2 separate regions of the Ovis aries genome follow, and region 1 is linked to region 2. The links are chromatin contacts, called in public Hi-C maps. All regions are on one chromosome and are shown on one strand. Each heading gives the region's core, a stretch centred on a gene start, on an enhancer-like site or on the middle of the called end of the contact. The rest is flanking DNA. Distances are from core to core; before and after follow the strand shown.

Region 1 (3,667 bases), core at 911-3,410, 36 kb before region 2:
CATTTCAGAAAGAGAACACAGATAAACGAAAGTCCAAGGATGGCTCAGTGGGTTTCAGGATTTGAAAGAAGCCAGCCTGGCAAGGGCATCATGACTTAGGAGGAGAGCAGTCAGAGATGAGAGGAGAATATGTGCTAGTTCACAGCTTGAGACCAACTCCAAACACTCATTCCTCATCTCTTGGCCTCATTGCAACTTTACAGCCCAGTCTATGACATCCTTTGCAGCTATAAGTGTTAATGAAACCACATTCATTCTCCTTTTCAGGTATCAACTTTGGGAAAATGTTCAAACTCCCAATTTTCCAGAATAGAAAGCTGAGGGTCAAAGATGTCTTGTGCAACTTGTTCAGGGTCACACAGTTTGTAAACAGCAGGGCCAAAACTCAAATCAGGTCTATGATCCAGGCCCAGAGAAGTTTCCACTTCCCACAGGGTCACTTTCCCTTCTTATGTAATCCTAAAGAATCAGTCACTGACCTCTTATCAGAGAGCCTGCAGAAGTCTGTAACCTGGGGTAGGGATTTTAACCAAACCACAGGGCAAGAGTCCTCTACTTATGGCTGACCTGCACTAAGGTTGAGAGAGAATTAGAAGAGAGCACCTATTGGAGGAGAATTAGTAGAAAGATTCATTTTCCTTTGCCTGGGAGTCTTACAGCAGTCCCTTGTATTTCATGATTTGATGATTTTCCAACAATTCAATTTTATGGATCTGGACTGAATGGAATATGCCATGAGACCATGGCATCTTAGAACAAACATGAAATGTGGTAAACAAACTGATGTTTCCACATGGGCACTATATTAGCTATTTCTGCACTTTGCCCTTCCATCAAGTTACCTGCCAGGCCTTCATCCAGCCTTCATCCGTCAATTACAGCCACACATTAACTCCGGACATTGTAAGCCTTTCTAGTAGAGCCATTCTCAGGCAGGACTGTGAGCTCTCCCAGGAGTGTCTCCCGTCTCTTCTGTTCCCATCTTGAGCCTCCTCTGCTACTTGGAGCTCTGAGTTCTGAACAGGCTTATCACGAAGCCAGTTGCGGTCTCTCTTTATGGTGCATCCTTAAACCCAGGCATCCGTGTAAAGGAGAGCCCTAGTTATACAGACACATTATACTTCTCCCGTTTCAAAGAGAAGCCTTTCCTGCTTGTTGGGGGGTTTCTGCCTGATGCAGAGGGGCGAGGAAGAAGAGTTGGCTGGCTTTGGGGAGCAGATTTAGAGTCGCATCTCATTGGAGGGGCTAGCTTTTTCCTGAGCTGCCAGACACTGCAGGCTCAACTGAGGCGCGGAGGTGCAATTCAGGCTGGTGAAACAGCGGGGGAAGCAGGACAGGCGGGGCTAGCGCGGCTCTGCAGCGGATCACAAGCACCCGCACACACACCACTCTCCCGCCGCCCCCGGCTCGCGCCTCGCTCCTTCCCACCCGGGCCGCAGAGACGCGGACCAGGAGTGGGGGGCCAGGGAGGGAAGAGGAAAAAGGCAGGCGCCGTGAAGCCGAGGAAAAGCTGGAGCGGCGCTGATATTTCACCTGAGAGTCTGACCCGAATCCCGAAGCTCAGACCCCCTTCAGCAGCACCTTTGTCGCCAGCCAGGAGAGCGCGGCGGTGCCTAGGAACCCTCGAGTCCCTCTCCCAAGTCTTCCCGTGACCGGTGCACCAGGATCCTCCCTGTGGGGGCCGCGCGGTGCCCCCAGGAAGGCGCGGAGCTTGGGGGACCGGCGTTGGCGCCCATCGTGGTGCGCGGGGAAAAGTGGAGGCGAGAAGAGCCCTGAGGGCAGAGTGCGAGGCCCTGCGGCCGCTGCTGCCCGCGGTGCCGCCTCCTGCCCTCTCCCTTCGGGTGAGTGCCGGGCGGTAGCGCACAGCCACGTCTCTGCCGGGCGCGGGGGCGGCGGGGGGGCCCTGGTGGCGCCCGCGGAAACTCCGCGGCCCGCGGACGGCAGGCGGACGCGTCTCTAGAGTCCGGAGAGGGGACTCTGAGCCGGGAGGACGTGGGTAGGGACTGCTGCACCCGTGCCCGGGCAGAGATGCCTTTAGGCGGGATTTGGGCCAAAAGATAGGAGGCGGGAGTGCCGGAGGGAGCCGGCAGCCGTCCCGGGGGGTGGGGGGGTGGCGGGCAAGCTGGGAGCGGCGGGGTGGGGGGGGAGGGTCTGGTCGGAGCAGGTAGTGCTGCTTGGGCAACCCGGCGAGTTGGCCGGTGGGGAGGAACACGCTGGTCAACTCGTTAATTTTAAAGCAGTCAGTTTGGGAGTGCGGCAGGATAGTCAGGGGGGCTGTGAGAAAGCGAGAGGTGGCCCTGGGATGCCGGTGGTGGGGGCAGAGAGGAGAAGCCTGGAAAAGCTTGGAGGCGAATTCGCGCTTGGGTTCGTGGTCCTCGCAGCCCTCCTGCCTTGAGTGTGGGAGAACACTTTTTTCGGTTTTAAGACTCAGCGTGGAGAGAAAGCCTCCGTCCCAGGGGAGGAGAGACGTCTGCGGGGGGCAGAGACCGCAGCTACCGCCGGGTGCGCCCCCCACCCCAGGCGCGCCGGCTTTGGTCCCCCCTTTCTCTCCCGCCCCCACCTCCTTATTGGTGCTGGTTTGCAGCGCTCGGCTCCTGCGCCTTCGCTTCGCGTTTGAATCTGGCTCGCCCCTCCGTATTATGTCTGCACTCCGAAGGAAATTTGGGGACGATTACCAGGTAGTGACCACCTCGTCCAGCGGCTCGGGCTTGCAGCCCCAGGGGCCGGGCCAGGGCCCGCAGCAGCAGCTTGTGCCCAAGAAGAAGCGACAGCGGTTCGTGGACAAGAACGGCCGGTGCAATGTCCAACACGGCAACCTGGGCAGTGAGACGAGCCGCTACCTCTCGGACCTTTTCACCACCCTGGTGGACCTCAAGTGGCGCTGGAACCTCTTCATCTTCATCCTCACCTATACAGTGGCCTGGCTCTTCATGGCGTCCATGTGGTGGGTGATCGCCTACACTCGGGGCGACCTGAACAAAGCCCACGTCGGCAACTACACGCCCTGCGTGGCCAATGTCTATAACTTCCCTTCGGCCTTCCTCTTCTTCATCGAGACCGAGGCCACCATCGGCTATGGCTACCGCTACATCACCGACAAGTGCCCCGAGGGCATCATCCTCTTCCTATTCCAGTCCATTCTCGGCTCCATCGTGGACGCCTTCCTCATCGGCTGCATGTTCATCAAGATGTCCCAGCCCAAGAAGCGCGCGGAGACCCTGATGTTTAGCGAGCACGCGGTGATCTCTATGAGGGACGGGAAACTCACGCTCATGTTCCGAGTGGGCAACCTGCGCAACAGCCACATGGTCTCCGCGCAGATCCGCTGTAAGCTGCTCAAAGTAAGTGCTATCCGCCCCCTCCCCACCTGGCGGCCGCCATTCCTCACGCTCGGGGGAATTAACCCACGTGAGAGCTATCCTCAGGCTCCTAGTCTGTCTTACGCTACAGGCAAACTTGTTTCTTCGGGGTGGAGGATGGGGCAAACAGAGTACAGTCGACAGTTCTGTTCTTTTCCCACCCATTCTCTTGCAGTTGTTTGTTTTATTCTTATTTATATTCATCGGACGTACTTGTATCGCTTTCTGGACACTTACGGAGTGGTGTTGGCTCCTGGACCTCTGAGGTAGAGGAAGGCCCTGTTGTCCTTCCTACCCTGGCTCTTTTC
Region 2 (3,595 bases), core at 503-3,002:
ATGGAATCTAGAAAAATGAGACAGATGAATCTATTAGCAAAGCAAGAATAGAGACACAAATGTAGAAAACAGACTTGTGGACACAGTGAGGAAGGAGAGGGTGAGACGAACTGAGAGAGTAGCATTGACATATATACATTTCCATGTGTAAAACAGATAGCTAGTGGGAAGTTGCTGTATGGCCCAGGGAGCTCAGCCAGGTGTTCTGTAATGACCTAGAGGGGTGGGGTTGGAGGGGGGTATTGTGAGGGAGGGTGAAGAGGGAGGGGATATATGTATACTTATGGCTGATTCGTGTTATATGGCAGAAACCAACACAACATTGTAAAGAAATTATCCTATAATTAAAAATAAAAACACATTAAAAAAATTAGAATGAAAATCTTGCTCTTTATAAGTCAAAGTTTCTACTTAAACCTTGTAAGGTAAGCCAAGATACCTACCTAATAGTTTAAAACGTGCTGGCAGTATCCTTTATTATTTTTCCTACCATTCTGAAACTATTTGTAGAGATAAAGCTTGATAGAAAGTGAGTTTGTCTGCTGTGTTGAATTCTGCATATGTTTGTATTTTAAATTTCAAAATGTCCTAGGTATCCCAGGACAATTTTGTTGCTCTGGAATTTGTCATTGTTTCCTAATTAGCATAGTATTTATGGGCTTTTCTCTTTCTCAGCCCTTACCTCCTTTTCTTCATATCAGTCCATACTTTTCTTACTTACTGGTATTTAGATAAATGAAAGACAATGGTAGGCTTCAATGGACTCTTTAGAAACATAAAAACATCTTACAGGGTCATATTCTGGAACAGGATTCAAAAAGATTTGTGGCTTTCATCAATTATTTTTCCCTCTGTATCACCACTTGGTTTGAAGTTTTTCTTGGATGCAGTGCCAGGCTGGCATCCCAAGTAGCTCATTAGCTGTTCATTTCTGCCTTCTTTGCATTATTTCACTAACTGCCCATCAAAATTCAGTGTGTAGCTCTAGGCCTGCTAAGAACAATCTGGCAAGATATCATTCAAAAGCATGTATTATTTACATATCACTTGAAAGTATCAGGGATTAATCAAGGATAGAAAGTACAAAAACACATTTAGCTTCTATGAGTGATTCATTTTAAAAGTGGAAAATAAATCAGATGTTTAGTGCATTTCTAGAAAACAGAGGCTAAGTTTCACCACCATGATATTGAAAAAAGCAAGCAAGTAAAAGCTTTAGTATTGATTTTTGCTTTAACCTATTGATATGTAGACATTTTGTTTCTTGAAATCTACTTTCCTTATACAGATTTAGAGACTAAACCAGCCAGCTTATCTAGACAACTGACTGGTGTTAACCAGGTGAAACTAAAGAGCTGTCAGTGTTGTGCTCCTCTGCCTCGAATCTCTCTTCCTACTGTCCTTTCCAATTTTGCAGAACTAGCAGGTGGAAAAAGGATGAGAGAGGTGATGGAGAGAGGGAAGGATCAGACCATATGCCCCTGCTTATTTGGATTAAAAAAAAAATAAAGTGACATTGAAGTTTGATTTTAGACAAGACTGAGCCATTTAGTAGTAAAAGTGAATTGTCATGATCAGCAAAGATATGATTCTTTCCATGGAAACTGAGATGTTGTCATTCATTGAAGAATCAGGAGCCAACAGAGTGAACTAAAAGGAATTAAGTAGAGAAAAAGGAAGCTTTTTTTTTTTCCTGTTCACCTCGCATTCAGGTTGTTCATTAAGCAGGTTCTGTTTATGTTCAGTCAAGTAATAGCTCTGGCTTTAGCTTACTGGACTTTGCACCCAGTTGTGGTCTGTCTCCAGGTCACAGGAGTGAGTATGTTATCTGTGTTCTTGTTGACACAAACCACCTGAGATTATAAGGCAGTCAGCCTTCCAGGGTAAAGAAGAGGCCTAATTTTGTGGCAGTTTTTCTCCAAGCATGAAGGGAGACCCTGGAAATACGCTTAGTAAAATCCTACATTATTTTGTTTTCATCTGGAATGTAGTTAACTTAATTTGCTTGAATTATTGATATAAGTACAAAATGTTTTTGAATATTGAGAAGTCCATTTTAAAAGTGAAACTTGGCATATATAGACATAGTGCCAATTGCTCTGAGAATTGTTTTTCTTTGTATATTATTATCGATGGCTTCATTTATTTAACATTTTTGTATTTATTTCCTTCAGAATAGTCAAAGTTACATTTTGTAAAGTCATTGTGTATCACTTAGTTTTTCCCCTATATTATCTTTTAGGAGAAGCAAAAGAAAACTGTGAAATTTTGATTTTAGTGACAGGTCCTGGACTGTTTCATAGAAATATATTCTAGTTTGGCTTAAGAATTTTAGCTCTATCCTTCTAATTTGATACAATGAAGTAAATAATAAACTCAATTCTGATTTTTAAGTTATAAGTTTTGACTATTAGAAGAAGGCTACTGTGTCTCTATGAATGTCCTACGCCAGTGTGTACCATGTGTGTGGCATTACTCTTTGAAAATTCGCAGTGTCTTCTGAATAATTCTTGGAGTTTCTGTTTCCTATGCTTCTTTCTCTCTTGTTGCTATAAACTATATAAGGTTTTCCTGAACTTCACTGGTTGGTATAATAAGTCATAAACTTAGTTATTGCAGATCTCAGTGCAGGTCACTTTAATGTCTAGAACCTGAGGCTGTTTCAAAACTAATAGGCCCTGGATACTTCCCTGGTTGTCCAGTGGTTAGGACTCTGAGCGGAGGCCAGGCTTCAGTTCCTAGTCAGGGAACTAGATCTTGCAAGCTGCACTGCACAGCCAAAAAAGGAAAAACAACAACAAAAAAACCCTATAAAAGTAAGAGATCCTCAAAGCCATAAGAAGTAGGAGAAAGTGACAGGGTCACTGGTCCTAAGTATGAAGAAACAAAACAAAATGAAAAGACCTAAAGATTGAATTCTGCTTGTGGCCAGTCTGATTCAGGTTGCCAAGTCTGAGGGTTTACAGTGTATATTTACTGAAGCAAAAGAAATGGTAAAGAATAATGAATGTGGGGAGGAGGAAAGAACAGACTCTTACTCTTAAAACTATACATTTTAAAGAAGAAAAACAGATATCTGACCGAGCTACTAAATCATCATCATCCTGCAAAGATAGATTGACAAAGTATATTATCTTGCCTGAAACATCTAAAAAAGAACACACTGTATTAGACAACAGTTTTCAAGACATTGGATATTAAACATGGAGAGGCTGTGATTCTTGAGACAAGAAACAAGTGAGGTGAGTGAGCCTGTGACTGCCCCTGCTTGACCCCTGTGCAGCTTCCAGGCTGTGGTGCAGGGAGAGAGCGCCAGTGGAGCCTGAGGGTTTCCCTGGGTGAAAGGAAGAGCGGGGAACCCAGAGAGATGAAAGTGGTGGAACATTCCAGAGGAGAGATGCACACAGACTGACTTTTGGAGATCTGCTGAGGTCTGCAGTCTTCAGATTCATGTGCATGGGAACTACCTCAGGTGAGGGAAAGAACCACTGAAAAGGTTAGAGGGACCTGACAGGGATTGTTCTTATTTTCACCTGCCAGATTGTAAAACCTCTTAATTTATAGGGCCTCAAAATTAAGTCTTGGGGAGAATGCA

The links. A called contact is a pair of places that touch in the nucleus more often than the background predicts.
Region 1: a contact with region 2 is called in a Hi-C map of liver, with 4 times the contacts expected there. The contact joins the promoter of KCNJ3 here to the enhancer-like site in region 2. A contact is called at or near these places in 4 of 16 Hi-C or Micro-C datasets (liver, mixed tissues and skin fibroblasts).

The regions. Positions count from the first base shown.
Region 1 is chr2:154,791,968-154,795,634 of ARS-UI_Ramb_v3.0, reverse strand. KCNJ3 (potassium inwardly rectifying channel subfamily J member 3) reads left to right here and starts at 2,160. Exons shown (of 3, transcript XM_060411148.1): 1 at 2,160-3,341. The coding sequence starts at 2,640.
Region 2 is chr2:154,756,083-154,759,677 of ARS-UI_Ramb_v3.0, reverse strand. The region is part of intron 2 of KCNJ3 (potassium inwardly rectifying channel subfamily J member 3); the gene reads left to right. Among named protein-coding and RNA genes, the nearest start is that of KCNJ3, 36 kb to the left of the region's middle. Within about 2 kb of position 1,752, at least 4 of the 54 cell types and tissues checked have an H3K27ac peak or open chromatin away from gene starts, as enhancers often do. A contact at or near this core is called in liver, where this site is marked.